Regions from separate parts of the Mus musculus genome. Here region 2 is linked to region 1. The links are chromatin contacts, called in public HiChIP or PLAC-seq maps. All regions are on one chromosome and are shown on one strand. Each heading gives the region's core, a stretch centred on a gene start, on an enhancer-like site or on the middle of the called end of the contact. The rest is flanking DNA. Distances are from core to core; before and after follow the strand shown.

The links. HiChIP or PLAC-seq counts read pairs in DNA pulled down with a chosen protein or histone mark.
Region 2: a contact with region 1 is called in a FOXA1 HiChIP or PLAC-seq map of pancreatic cancer cells. The contact joins two enhancer-like sites. A contact is called at or near these places in 4 of 39 promoter capture datasets (3T3-L1-derived adipocytes, cranial neural crest, hippocampal neurons and 1 more), 1 of 115 datasets of contacts at active chromatin or transcription factors (pancreatic cancer cells) and 1 of 9 other capture datasets (embryonic stem cells).

What each region holds. Positions count from the first base shown.
Region 1 is chr7:98,568,398-98,575,462 of GRCm38.p6, forward strand. No RefSeq gene overlaps it. Among named protein-coding and RNA genes, the nearest start is that of Gm23040, 65 kb to the left of the region's middle. Within about 2 kb of position 2,919, at least 49 of the 459 cell types and tissues checked have an H3K27ac peak or open chromatin away from gene starts, as enhancers often do. A contact at or near this core is called in pancreatic cancer cells, where this site is marked.
Region 2 is chr7:99,151,186-99,158,250 of GRCm38.p6, forward strand. It overlaps Dgat2 (diacylglycerol O-acyltransferase 2), which reads right to left. Exons shown (of 8, transcript NM_026384.3): 6 at 6,968-7,065; 7 at 5,792-5,994; 8 at 2,478-3,515. The coding sequence ends at 3,361. Among named protein-coding and RNA genes, the nearest start is that of Uvrag, 14 kb to the left of the region's middle. Within about 2 kb of position 4,311, at least 128 of the 459 cell types and tissues checked have an H3K27ac peak or open chromatin away from gene starts, as enhancers often do. A contact at or near this core is called in pancreatic cancer cells, where this site is marked.

The DNA.
Region 1 (7,065 bases), core at 1,669-4,168:
GAAAAGGGGTGAGAGAGAAAGAGAAGAAAGAGAGAGAGAGAGAGAGAGAGAGAGAGAGAGAGAGAGAGAGAGAGAGAGTGAGTTGAGGTAATGAATAGTCCTCTTTATACTCTGTAGCACTTGGCTTGCACCTAGCAGGGAATGGCAGCAGATGATGATGTAAGCTGTTGCTAGGTCCCTGGGAGAAGCCTAGTGGAATTGTCTGTATGCCAAAAGTTGGTGCCTATGTTAGTGTTGTCAGTGTGATATAATGCCAGTGGTTGGACTAATGAGCACACTCTTTTTGGAGGATGTCTTAGGGTTTCTATTGTTGTGAAGAGATACCATGACCACAGCAACTCTTATAGAGGAAAGCATTTAATTGGGGTTAACAGCCAAGAGGTTTAGTCAATTGTCATCATGGCAGGAAGCACGGTAGCATGCAATCAGACATGGTTCTGAAGAGGTAGCTAGGAAGCCTACATTTGAATCCACAGCAAGAAGAGACAGCAAGCCACTAGGTCTGGCTTGAATTTCTGAAAACTCAAAGACCACTCCCAGTGACACACTTCCCCAAACAAGGACACACCTATTCCACAAGGCCATACCTCCTAATAGTGTCATTTCCCAGAGGTCTATTTTTATTCAACATTGCAGAGTCATTGGGAACAAAATTCATTTTTAAAATGAGCTATTAGAAACACACCAAAGTATCTCATCAGGAATTTCTTTTTCTTTCTCTCTTTCTTTCTTTTCTTTCTCTCTTTCCTTCTTTCTTTCTTTCTTTCTTTCTTTCTTTCTTTCTTTCTTTCTTTCTTTCTTTCTTTCTTTCTTTCGATTTATTTATTTTATGTATATGAGTATACACTGTAGCTGTACAGATGGTTGTGAGCCTTTATCTGGGTGTTGGAAATTGAATGCTCTTTCTGGCCAACCCTGCTCATTCCAGTGAGCCCTGCTTGCTCCTGCCCAAAGATTTATTTATTATTATAAATAAGCGTACTGTAGCTGTCTTCAGACGCACCATGTGGTTGCTGGGATTTGAACTCAGGACCTTCGGAAGAGCAATCAGTGCTCTTACCCGCTGAGCCATCTCACCAGCCTGAGAGTATTTTTCTAAAGTGTGAATCTTTGCAAATATTATTTTTTAAAAAATAAGGCAGTTATTTTTTTCCCACCATGCAAATAGATATTTTTCTGTTTGCCAAGTAGCCCAAGCTGGCCTTGAACTTGCTATGGTCTTGAATTCCAGATCCTCTTGCCTCCACCTCCTGAGTGCTGGGTGCACGAGTATGCATAATTTAAGATGTATCACAAATGGAGAAAACGTTAAAACAGGCCTGGAGAGATGGCTCAGCGGTCAAGAGCACTGACTGCTCTCCCGAAGGTCCTGAGTTCAAATCCCAGCAACCACATGGTGGCTCACAACCATCCGTAAGGAGATCTGACTCCTTCTTCTGGAGTGTCTGAAGACAGCTACAGTGTACTTACATATAATAAATAAATAAATCTTTAAAAAGAAAAGTTAAAACAGTATGTAAAGCAAGATAACATCATAGTTAATTATAAATACATTGTGTATACATTGCTATCTACACTGAATGGAAGCGTTTCACAAAAACACATTCTGACCTATCAATCTCTGTTATAGCTCACACATTTTAAAGTAAATCATTCAGATCAATAGTGATGGCTGTGGGCCGGGCAGGGGTGGTGCGGGCTGGGCAGGGACGGTGCACAGCTTTAACCCAGCACTGGGAGGCAGAGGCAGGTGGATCTGAGTCTGGGGCCAGCCTGGTCTACATTGTGAGTTTCAGGATAGCCAGGGCAACACAGAGAAAACCTGTCTTGAAAAGCACAAAAAAAAGGTGATATTAATATTATTTTGAGAGACTTTTATGTAAGGAAACTTAAGAATTTTTTTAGGGTTGGGAATGTAATTCTCACTGGCAGAGCACTTCCTTAGTGTATGGGAGGCCCTAGGTGTGATCCTCAAAATGAAAAGGGGGAGGGAGAAAATGGCCATATATATGGTCATCCATATATATGTATTTAATATACATATACTACACATATATTTAATATGCACACATATATTAAATATACATATATATGAGTGACATCCCAGAACAGCAAAATGAAGTGGGAGAGCTTTGTTCTTCCAGATATTAAAGTGAAACTTGGTCATTTGTGATCCCAGCTCTTGGGATGAGGCAGGAGGATGGAAAATTCCAGGCCAGCCTGAGACACCTTACCTCAGTAAACAAAGAGACCCAAAGCTACCCAAAAATTCATTCCAGGTGAATAAAAGGCATTTGCAAAAAGTAGTATTTGATTTTTTTTTTTAACAAAAAGATAGGTGCCTTTCTTTCTGGGCTGGGGTTAAAAAAAAAATAGATTTCAAAACAAAACCAGAAGCTCACAGCATGGGTGCACCCCAGGAGTTCGCAGCATGGGTGCATCCCAGGAGTTCACAGCATGGGTGCACCGCAGGAGTTCACAGCATGGGTACACCCCAGGAGTTCACAGCATGGGTGCACCCCAGGAGTTCACAGCATGGGTGCACCCCAGGAGTTCACAGCATGGGTGCACCCCAGGAGTTCACAGCACACACCCCAGGAAGTGCCCTGCGCTCACCCAGAGGCAGAGCAGACAGACTGAGCTGAGCTGAGTCTATGCCGGTGCCTCTTGGGTCCAGCTCTGCCTGCTTCCAGAGAGGTCAGAGACAACTTGTGGCACTCTGCCCTGTGGGTCCCCTAGTTGCAGTAACAAAGTGGCACACACTGGGAAGCTCAAAACAACAAAATGTGTGGTATCTCCTCTTTCCTCTCCGTGGTTTGGAGACCCACTTTCCCTCTAACAGTCCAGGCTGTGCTCAGACACTGCAGCCTGCCGGGTGCTGGAATCCAGCCCTGAGCTGATTGCACCAGGCTTCCCACTCCTTACCAGAGCACAAGTTGCTGGGCCTGGGGAGGGGAGGAGTGGGATCGGATTGGGTGGGATGGGGTGAGGGTGAGGGGCGGGAATGACTCAGTGGCAAAAGTATTTCTCTTGATTGCAAGGATCTGACTTAGTAAAGCTCTTGCCTTAAACCGTAAGGACCTGAATCCCAGAACCTGCATAGAAGTGCCAAGGGCACAGCGGGCTGGGCTCATAATGCCAGAGCAGGGGAAGGCAGAGACAGGCAGAGAAATGCCTAGACGCCATTCGCCTACTAGGCTAGCCTACTTAACAAGCTCCAGGCCAGGAGGAATCCTTGTCTTAAAAAAAACCAAGTTAAACAAAGTGACAGAAAAGGAACAACTGAGCTGGGTGTGAGGCCAGCCTGGTCTACAAAGTGAGTTCCAGGACAGCCAGGGCTACACAGAGAAACCCTGTCTCGAAAAAAACCAAAAAACCAAAAACAAAACAAAACAAAAGGAACAACTGACTCTGGCCTCTACGTGTACATACGTGTGTGTGCACACAAAACAGCACTAGTTATGCTGAGCTAGGGCCAGCCTTGGTTAGCTTAACTTGCTTACCTCTGTAAAGACCTTGTTTCCGGGAAAGATCGCATGCATGGGTACCAGTGCTTGGGGGAGATCCACTTTAACCTGTACCTCTAGCCTATTTTACCTTAGCAACCCTGAGTTGCTGGGCACAAGTAGCCCTGAGTTCAGTGACTCTACCTACCAGTCTCCAAGTGGGCATTCATGGGCCAGCATGTCCATGTATATCAAGGCTTTTGAGCTAAGGATGGGAAATTGGTCATGATGGCAAAACCCTGAGCAGATGAATCCCAGAGACCTCAGGGGCTTAGAAGGAAGGCCAAGGGGATGGTATTTGGGGAGGTGGCTGGTGTGTGGCAGGCTCTCAGTGAAAAGAGACCTCTCACTCCCCAGGGTTTCAGGACCTTCTGGGGGAGAGAGGAAACCCAGCGGGGTCTTCCTGTGGCTGGGAAGCCCCCACCCCCACCATGAGGCAGACCGGTGTTGTCTTTTTCCTAATTCTCTCATGCATGGTCCCTTCAGTCCCCCATGTATTGTCCTGTCAGCGTCATGATGTCTGAGGAGAATGTGACCCTGAGGGAAAGAGCAGCCTGACCCCAAGAACAAACCAGTGGCCTCTGGGAAAGCAGCCTGAGTTTCCAGACTCATGTCAGGAAGCAAAGTCTTGACCCCGCGAAAGGAACTGAAGGATGAAACCTGGGCCTCTCAGTAGGCGGTCTGCCGGGCCCCAGTCTCTCTTCCCCTTCTCCAGAGCCTGGCCCCATTGAGATGCAGGGATGTTTATTTGTGTGTGTGCGTGCATGTGGGAAAACAGAACAAGATAAAATATGTCCTTGCATCTGGAAAGCTATTTTGAGCCAGGCCAGCTGGGCGGTGCTCCTGGAGATGAACCCTAGCTGACCCAGGCTGGGCCCTGGCCTTTCTAGCCACTAGGACCAGAGTTCTAACAGCTACACGGCTTGCAGGACTGGGGTGATCTTGGGGAAGCCTCTGATACTCCCTAGACTGGATCTTCCAACGGGAAGACAGGGCCTTCTGCTTCCCCCTCCTGGGGGTCTTGACAGGGGAAGTCAGGAGTATGAATGTTCTTGTCAACTCTGTGTGAAGACAAACAAGAGATCTTCCATATAGCCCGCGCAGACTAAGACCCGGGGGTGGAAGGACGCTCACTGGGGTCCGTCCCTCTGACTCCCGTTAGTGTGCCTCTTCTCCACTCAATGGACACATTGCACTTCTGGTCACAGCTACCTTGACCTGGTCCTTTATCTGCCTCCCACTGCTCTCAGAAAGAAGTCAAGCTCCGCCCCCCCCTCTCCCTGTGTGTGCCAGCCTGTGCTACCAACTCCACTCGCTACACTAGGGGCTCAAGCCAGTCTGTGGGCTCTTGAGCTGGACCCTTGCCCCGTCCTCAGCTGGACCCCTGCCCTGGCATCCTTCTCTGTGCTCGGCAGCCAGGCTGGTCTCTGTCCACTCCTCACACTGCTGATGAGTCAGGTCACCTTGGAGCATCACATACTCCATCGGCCCCACCCCCACTGCATGGGGGTACTTCGAGGGCACCTCCCAGGGCCCAGGGCTGACCGGAAGTGATGTTTCCCAATGTGCCTGCCACACAATGGACCCTTAATGCTAGTTTCTTCCTTCCTTATGAACACACACCCTCTTTTCTTTACAAATCTCCAATGGTACATAAATCTCACTCCGGCAGCTGCTGATGTGGACAGGCATGGTGGGAGGAGCAGGAAGCAGAGAGAGCTGGGCTCTGAGATGGAGACACCAGAGCGGCACTCTCTCATCAGCCTATCAGTGCGTGAAGCAAGAAGCTGTGTGCTGGGCTCCCAAAAGCTCAGCAGATGGGGCGGCTGCCTCCTACTAAAAGCAGTTGGGGGCGGGGGAGCTGCAGGGGAGAGGGAGGACTGCTCAGTTGGAAAAGTGCAAGTTTGAGGACTTGGGTTCAATCCCCAAGACCCATGTGTAAAGGCCAGGCATGGAGGAGAGTGTTTATAACCCCAGTGTCAGTGGGAAGGGGACAGGTGGATTTTGGGGACATCATAGCCAGCCAGGCAAAAGAAATTCTGACTCATACATATGTACACTCACACGTACACATGCACACACAATTTTAACACCAACAATAAAAATAATCCAAGCAGAAGGGTGGCCCCCTTGAAGCAAGTAGTTTTGGTAGCCTTCCCAATCCTGAGAGTGAGGCAGGAGAGAGAGTGATTGATTCCCAGAGAATGGAGGCCATGTTCCCAGTGAGTTTTGAACCTCAGAACAACGGAGACTGGAATGAGGAAGGAGGGAGGCATCTCAGAGCCGCATAAGCATCACATGTCTGATCTAGAGGCTGGTTCATGAAGCAAGGTAGCAGGGCCGGCAGCATCAGCAAGCTCTGAGCTTGTTAGAAATACAGGCTCAAGCCTTGCCCCAGCCTGCACAGGAGAACCTGCATATTGTCAGGGTCTGTGAGTTCGCCGTGCTTTATGGTTAGAGACGCTCTACTCTCCATGATTGCTCTATCTTGGGACCCAAGGCAGAGAAGAGGGAATCCTCTGTTTGCCACCGTGTTAGCGACAGCCCTGAGCCTGGCAGCCCCATCCAGGGGCCCTTGAACTAGCATCGCCACATCCTGGCGTCCCCCCATGCAGGAAGCCATCCTCCCTCCATGTGGGTGTTCACTCCAGAAAAGGGTGGTGGTGCTCTTACCCCCAGGTGGGGTGAGGTAGGCAATACAATCAGGAAGGACAATGTTGGTTTTCTCACAGATGCCTGGTGAGGCCAGCAGATGGGCTACCCCTGTCCCATGGATAGGGATGGGAAGACCTGTCAGGTAGTGACTAAAACCCCAGGATGTGATCTCTCACTAAGCCCAGCCTTCCTCTTTAATGAGTTGTTAGCTTCTGTTAGCTATCAGGGGCCCCAGCTTGGCTGACTGCTGCCATTTGGATGTCCACATGCCTGGACTGTGTTGGAGTGTACACTGGGGACTGTCAGGAAGCTAAGAGCTCTATCAGTTCATTGATGGAGCCAGGAGATGTGATTAGAGACTAATGTGGCAGAGTTCAGCAGGGTGGAGATCCGGCCAGACCCTGAGACAAGGTCCTCCTGCCTCCTATTGGGGCAGGGTGGAAGAGAGGGGTCAGGGTGAGCTTAGGGTCACTGGCTGACCAGGGGACAGTTGTTACGCAGAAATACTAGGAATTCTTGAGCTAAAGTCAGACTTGGCTGGGGCTTTAATACAAGCTTTGTCATGAACTAGCTATGTGCTATGGGGACAAGTCACTGCCCTGTCTGGCCTCAGTACTCCATAGGAAACTAGTGGTGTAACCCTCCTGAGACCATGATGACACGCATAGACCTCATAATGGCAATGAACTTAGTACTCCCAAATGAAGCCATTAAAACAGTCCATTTAAGCACACGGCCCATGCAACACTCCAAGAACCCACTCCTCCCACCCACTTCTGCTCTTTGCTTGGTTTGGTTTCTTTCTCAACCCCCTGGAAAATTCCATCCCCACACTATCCAACCCCCTGTCATTCTCTCTCCCAGTTGCTCTCTCCCACAGTACTTTATGCTGTGGACAGACTGC
Region 2 (7,065 bases), core at 3,061-5,560, 580 kb after region 1:
AAAAAAGGAAATAATTCAATTCTCAGAACCGTGGGGAAATAGAACGGGATCTTTTAGAAAGATGAGTGGGTTTTTGCCCTATGACCTTAATGTGGTGGCTAAGTTTCTGTCTAGTCCTCTAAATCCATTAATCTCTAACTTCTAGCTTAGGACAGAGCTAGATTCTTGTCAAAATGTGAGGCAGTCAGACAACCCTGTCACATTTGCTGTGGAACCATTTTCGGCGCCCCCTTGTGGCTGTGAGGCCTTCAGACAACCCTATCACATTTGCTGTGGAACCATTCTCGGCGCCCTCTTGTGGCTGTGGCTGTGAGGCCTTCAGACAACCCTGTCACATTTGCTGTGGAACCATTCTCGGTGCCCTCTTGTGGCTGTGGCTGTGAGGCCTTCAGACAACCCTGTCACATTTGCGGTGGAACCATTCTCAGCGCCCCCTTGTGGCTGAGCTAGAAATGACTCTTCTTCAGAAGGCCAAGCCTGCAACCCCCATTCTCCATGGACAGCAGAGGACCTTCTAATAAGGTAGTTCCTTCTAGCACAGCAAACCTCCCAGCATGCAGCTAGGGACCCCTAACTATAGCAAAAGATCAGAGCTGGCTTCAGCTCTGGGCACGCTGCTGCCTGATGTACGGGAACCCCTACTGGGACTATCCACACTGAGGTAGCTGAGTTTCCCAGTACACAGTAGGCACTTGCTGGTAAGAAATCTAATCCTTAGGAATGCCCTTCCACCACTGGTGCATACTTGCTTAAGGCTAGGCCTGAGCCTGGAGCCAGAGGCCTTTGTATCTATTGTCCGGTTAATTGCAGACTGAGACTAGGAACTTGGTGTGGACTTGAGGTTCTCACGAGAAAACTGGCCTTGCCTCCACCAGAAGGAAATGGCTGTTTTCTGGCCTGAGCTTCCAGGCTCCTGAGGACTGCCTAATGTAACTGAAGTCAGCAGAGGCCTCCTGCTCTCTAGCCCCTGTCGCCTGGAATGTGGAACTCCCTGCCCTCAAAAAAAAAAAACCAACCAACCAACCAACCAACCAAGCCTCACAGACCCAGTTGCATCCATAGGCGCTGGATGTGGGCAAGCAGCAGTGCGGTGTGGCCCTCTCCATCTTTGCACCCGCTACTCTACCTACCCAGCTCCCCCCACCCCACCTCTTAGTCCTAACATCTTCAGTGAAGCTCCAGGTAGGGCTACAGAGACTGTCACAGCCCTCAGTGTTGTCCCTTGTTCCCACGGTCTCTGCGGCCCACTAACAGCTTCAGGCAGGGGAGATGTCCTGAGGTGGAGGAATGGCAAACAGGCTGTGGGATGGGTATGCTGACAGTGAGGAGGTTGGAATGAGGTCTGTGGTCGAACTGGGTGGGTTTCTGGCTGCTGAGTAGTCACCAAACTGAATGAATAAGAACAAGCAGGTGACACCTTCTAAAACCTGTAACCACACACGCATCAGGTGACATCAGCCTGGTCCCCACCTCTTTAGTGTAGCTGAGACTAAGCAAAGGGCACAGGAGCCTTCCGGCTCTGCTGTTCTAGGACCTGCTCACACATGCTGTGTGTGAGCTTACAATGAGGCTACCCGGCCCTTGCCTCTCCAAATTCACCTCCTCGAGTCTAATGAAAGCAAGGCTAAGACACCATTCCCAAGGTCAGTTACACAGGGCTGTGGCTTTTGCTCTTCCCTGTGCACTGGCTCCTCTCGCTGCTCAGCTGTGAGCTACCCTGTGGAAAGGTATACAGGGCAAGGAGCTACGGGTGGCCTCCGCTAACAGTAAGGGGGGGGGGGGGGACTCCTGTCGTCACGTCACCCACATCAACAGCAGGAAGCAGCTCTCCCTTACTCAGGCTCAGGATGCTGTTAGCACTGAGCAACACCAGCAAACAGAGGCTCAAAGTAAAGTACCAGTGCCTGGCTTACGACAGTGGAGCAAATGCTTAAAGTCACACTTTAAAAACCTTGTATGTATGGGTATTTTGCCTGCACATGCCTGTTACACCACTATCTGCCTTGTGCCCACAGAGGATAACAAATACCCTAGAACTGGAGTTACAGAGAGTTGTAAGCTACCATGTGGCTATTAGAAATTAAACGAAGAGCCGGGCGGTGGTAGAGCGTGCCTTTAATCCCAGCACTTGGGAGGCAGAGACAGGCGGATTTCTGAGTTCGAGGCCAGCCTGGTCTACAAAGTGAGTTCCAGGACAGCCAGAGCTATACAGAGAAACCCTTTCTCAAAAAACAAAAAACAAAAAACAAAAAAACAAAAAAAAAAAGAAAAGAAATTAAACAAAGGTCCTAAAAGCAGCCAACCTTCTTAACCACTGAGCCATCTTTCCACCCTTGTAGCCACTAAATCTTGAAGCCAGTTGTTACCCAGCCCATAAAAGCCCAAGGTTGAGGGCTACTGAAGGGATTCTGTGGTTTGTCCTGTGCAATAGGATGGGTAGTGTGTACGTACAGCATTAAGCAACAACTCACAGGCTGTTCTTGTTTCCATTTATTAGTCTAGGAATATACAAAAGTGTGACATGGCACAACAATCTCATGGAGAAAACAGAATACACAGGAGGGTAGCTTTCTCCCAACGCCTCATAAAGGCACACACGTGAGGCTTGGTTTGGGGGGGGGGCCTCCTGTCCTGGACCCAGTGTGCTGCACAGGAAGCCAGGCACCTCTGTGAAGAGAAGAGAAGCCCTTCCTCACACCAGACTTGGGGTGTGGCTCAGGAGGATATGCGCCAGAGCAACGCTGAGCTGTGTCCATGGTGCCAACCTCCAGAGTGAAACCAGCCAACAGCAGCGAGATAACCCAAGACGGCACCTGTGGGACAGCCGTGTCCCTAGCCAGGAGACAGGAGGCCAGGGTAGGCTCAGATTGGAGAAGAGGGCTAGGGTGAGGAGCAGAGACCCAAGCCGGGCAGTCCAGATGTTATCTACCCTCCCCAAGTGGGGCCAGCTGTGCCCTCAGCCTCCCCTTGGTACGAGGAACCCGACCTGCAGCCACGGGTGGGACATGGCCTCTGCCTCTCAAGAATCCCTGGAGTCACTAAGGACTGCCCTTGCCCAGCTAGCCAGGGCCAAGTGTCTGTCGTCTGGGGAACGCTAGAAGGGGTGGGTAAGAAACCACCAAGGCCCATAAATATCAGCCTCCACCTTGAGCAGGACACACTAGAAGTGAGCTTAAAATACTGACTCTTCCCTTCTTAAAAAACATCTAACATTGCAATGGTTTAACAAATTATAATTTCTTTTAAATAACCCACAGACACCCATGACGCTTCCAAATTTACAGAACAAAATGCACTCAAGAACTCGGTAGAAAAGGATCTGCAGTCGTCCCTCCCAGGAGCTGGCACGCGAGGGCTGGGTCAGTTCACCTCCAGCACCTCAGTCTCTGGAAGGCCAAATTTGGTCTTGTGATTGTCAAAGAGCTTCACCAGGGCCTCCATGTACATGGCATGGTACAGGTCGATGTCTTTCTGGGTCGGGTGCTCCAGCTTGGGGACAGTGATGGGCTCCCCCACTGCAGAAGAGGGACAGAGGATCTGTCAGTCAGCGTCACCGAGTGGCCCATTCCTGGGTGCCCAGTGGGAGGTGACCCTGTGCTACGGGCAGCATGGGAAAGACCCCACCCGAGAGTGTGGCCTCTGAGCCCGGGTGAAGCCTAGCTCCACACTCTGCCATGAGTTCCCGAGTAAGGTGTGGACCACAAGCTTAGCTTTGGCTTCACTCAGGACAAACCCCGCCACCTCTCAGAGCCTCAGTTTCCCCATCTGCCACCCAACATCTGTCTCACAGAGCTTTCCTTCTTTGCCTCATCCTGCAACATGTTCAAGCCCAGCCCAGCCCAGCCCAGCCCACAGTCCAGCCCACCCCAGCCCACAGCCCAGCCCAGCCCAGCCCAGCCCAGCCCAGCCCAGCCCAGCCCACAGCCCAGCCCACAGCCCAGCCCACAGCCCAGCCCACAGCCCAGCCCACAGCCCAGCCCACCCCAGCCCACAGTCCAGCCCACCCCAGCCCACAGCCCAGCCCACCCCAGCCCACAGCCCAGCCCACCCCAGCCCACAGCCCAGCCCAGCCCAGCCCACAGCCCAGCCCACCCCAGCCCACAGCCCAGCCCAGCCCAGCCCACAGCCCAGCCCACAGCCCAGCCCACAGCCCAGCCCACAGCCCAGCCCACAGCCCAGCCCACAGTCCAGCCCACCCCAGCCCACAGTCCAGCCCACCCCAGCCCACAGCCCAGCCCAGCCCAGCCCACAGCCCAGCCCAGCCCAGCCCACAGTCCAGCAGCACTGTTCAGACTCTTCTCCCTGACGCATACACACCCCTCCCCACCGCCACAGCTTCAGCCAAGGCTCCTGAAGCCCCAGGCTGGCCTCCTGGCTTCTGCTTTTGGCCCATCCTAACCTTTGTTCTCCCCTGGACCTAACAGCTCCCGGGATCCCTTAAAGCTGTAGATGCGTGCAGATCTCACTCTCATCTAAGCAGCTTCTCTTCCCAGCAGGCAGAGGTGATTACAGAAAGCCACAACTGGTCAAAATCTCATCCAGGGGAGCTCAGCCCTAACGCACAGGTCTACAATAGAACCCCCACACCCAGAGCTGGACAGCATCTCAGAAGAGGAGACAGAAAGACTGTGAGAGCCAGAGGACCGGGAAGTCGGCTGAGGGAGTTGGTCCCCTAGAAACGACAGGGAAGCTAACCCCACGATATTTCAACAATATGAACCAGACCTGAACAATGGCCAGAGTGAGACACGCCAGCCCAGAAGGGCACTCTTGGGGGTGGTGCTCCTAGACTAAGAACCACAGGCAACTAGTGACGGCTGAGAGCAGGGCTAAGTCTTCTCCCAGGGCTAAGTCCCCTTTGGTAACCCAACACCAAAAGGTTAGCCCTGAAATCTTATCAGGGGACACCAGAGTGAGTGAAGAGTGCCCGGAGCTCCCCTCCAACTGCCCCGCAGCAGCTTCCCACCCTGCAGCTGAGGAGGCTGCACTGGCTCAAGTCCCGGCCCCTCAGCCACTCCACTGTACCCCCACCCCACCCCACCCCTGCAAGACGAGCAGCCCTGCGAGGAGCACAGGCAAAAATGCCCACCCTCAATACGTGGGTACTGCCTGACCTTTGGACATTCCAGTCCACTCTTCAGAGCCACACGTGCCCATGAGATCTCAGGCTTAGGAGCTTAAACCCACACCCACATGCACGCACACACCCCCACAGCCCTGATCCTTGATTTTCTGAATGCTCTGACTTGTCCTCAAAAGCAAACACTCACTGCTAGTTGTCCCCTTAGGTCCCACGGGTCTATGTTTGTTTACTCTTCTTTCTGTTCCTCAGAAGAATCAATACCTTGTTTTTAGAACTCTTGTTAGGCAGTTTTTATTTTATGTTGAGCCAGGGCTTCACTATGTAGCCCTGGCTGGCCTGGAACTTGTGATGGAGAGCAGACTGGCCCCAAACCTGCACCAGTTCTGTCTCTGTCCTCCATACTAGGATTGCATGCACACACAACGACACCTGGCTCCTCCCCCCTCTTCTCTGCTAAGAATTCGCAGCCGGCAGGGTAGGAGATGTTTCCTGGGTGGGCACACTATTGAGTAGAGCAGCAGACCAATCCTATAGCTCTTTCTCTTACAGCTGCACGCCCAGTGGTGCCATACCCAGTCCTCACAGGTGTGTGGCCCTGGCTCAGTCTCCTCACTCCCAGTCCCTCGGGGTCCTAATGGCAAGGATGTTCTCTGAGCTGGGTGACCGGCTATGCTCAGGATGGCCTTCAACACGAGGCTTAGGACTCACCGACGGTGGTGATGGGCTTGGAGTAGGGCACCAGCCCCCAGGTGTCAGAGGAGAAGAGGCCTCGGCCATGGAAGATGCAGGGGGCGAAACCAATATACTTCTGGAACTTCTTCTGGACCCATCGGCCCCAGGAACCCTCCTCAAAGATCACCTGCTTGTATACCTCATTCTCTCCAAAGGAATAAGTGGGAACCAGATCAGCTCTGCAAGAGAGAGTCCCAGGTCAGTCAGACCCCATCACTGGATGTCGTTCCCAGGTCATCCGAGAGGGCCTGGCTCTGCTGTCCAACCCAATTCAACTTCCTCACAGGCACAGATTCACCTCATGGCACAGACTCAGCACACTAGCTGTCCTTGTCCCTCCCTGCCATTAGTCTGACCTGACAGAGCACACCATTGAGCAGCCTTTCCTGAAACCCAAGAGAAGAGCTCATTCTAAGATTCATGGGGCCTCAATGGCTTGGACTACTGGGTCAGTGCAGTGAACCTGGCTCACCCTAGTTCAGGCTCCCATAGCTGATATGTGGGTGGAAAGCAATAACAGAGTATAAGAGGTACTTTTAGACCTTCAGCTCTAATCCCCAGGTCATGGATCCTCTGTCTTCCACAGTGGAAAATGGGTACTCAACTCGCCTCATCTGCCAAGAAGTCTAAGGAATCCTAGAAAGTGACTTTGCTTATCAGAGTACAGCCCTGGTTTTCTAGAAAGATCAGTATTCCAAGCTGCCAGCTCTTGTCTAAAGGTCACCCTTCCAACTGGCTTTCCCTGGTACTTCAAACAATGCTATCTCCTTCCTTGTCTCTTTTTCCATTTCTAGGTTACGAGAGGGGGGTTGGGGGGAGAGGGAGAGGGAGAGACTATGTGCTCGAACCAGGAATCAAACCCAAGGCTTTGCACAAACCAAGTATCTGTTCTACCACTGAGTCTCACACCTCTGACCCCTCAAGTGGGAAGTCCCCTCACATGTCCTACATAGGCCTGGCTTCTCAGTCTACCCGTAAGTGCCCAGGGACAACAGGCCACATACATGCATCTTTGCATAAACCTACACCTGGACAAGCCAAGCCATGCAGTGTGGGCACTTCTATCCTTGCCTTCCTAGGGTCTAGGTACCTTCTTCAGAGACGCATTGTCCTGGCTAGAGGAAAATACTGGACTTGTGTGAAGGCACTTACCCATGGCGCAGGGCCAGCTTCACAAAGCCTTTGCGGTTCTTCAGGGTGACTGCGTTCTTGCCAGGCATGGAGCTCAGGGACTCAGCTGCACCTCCCAC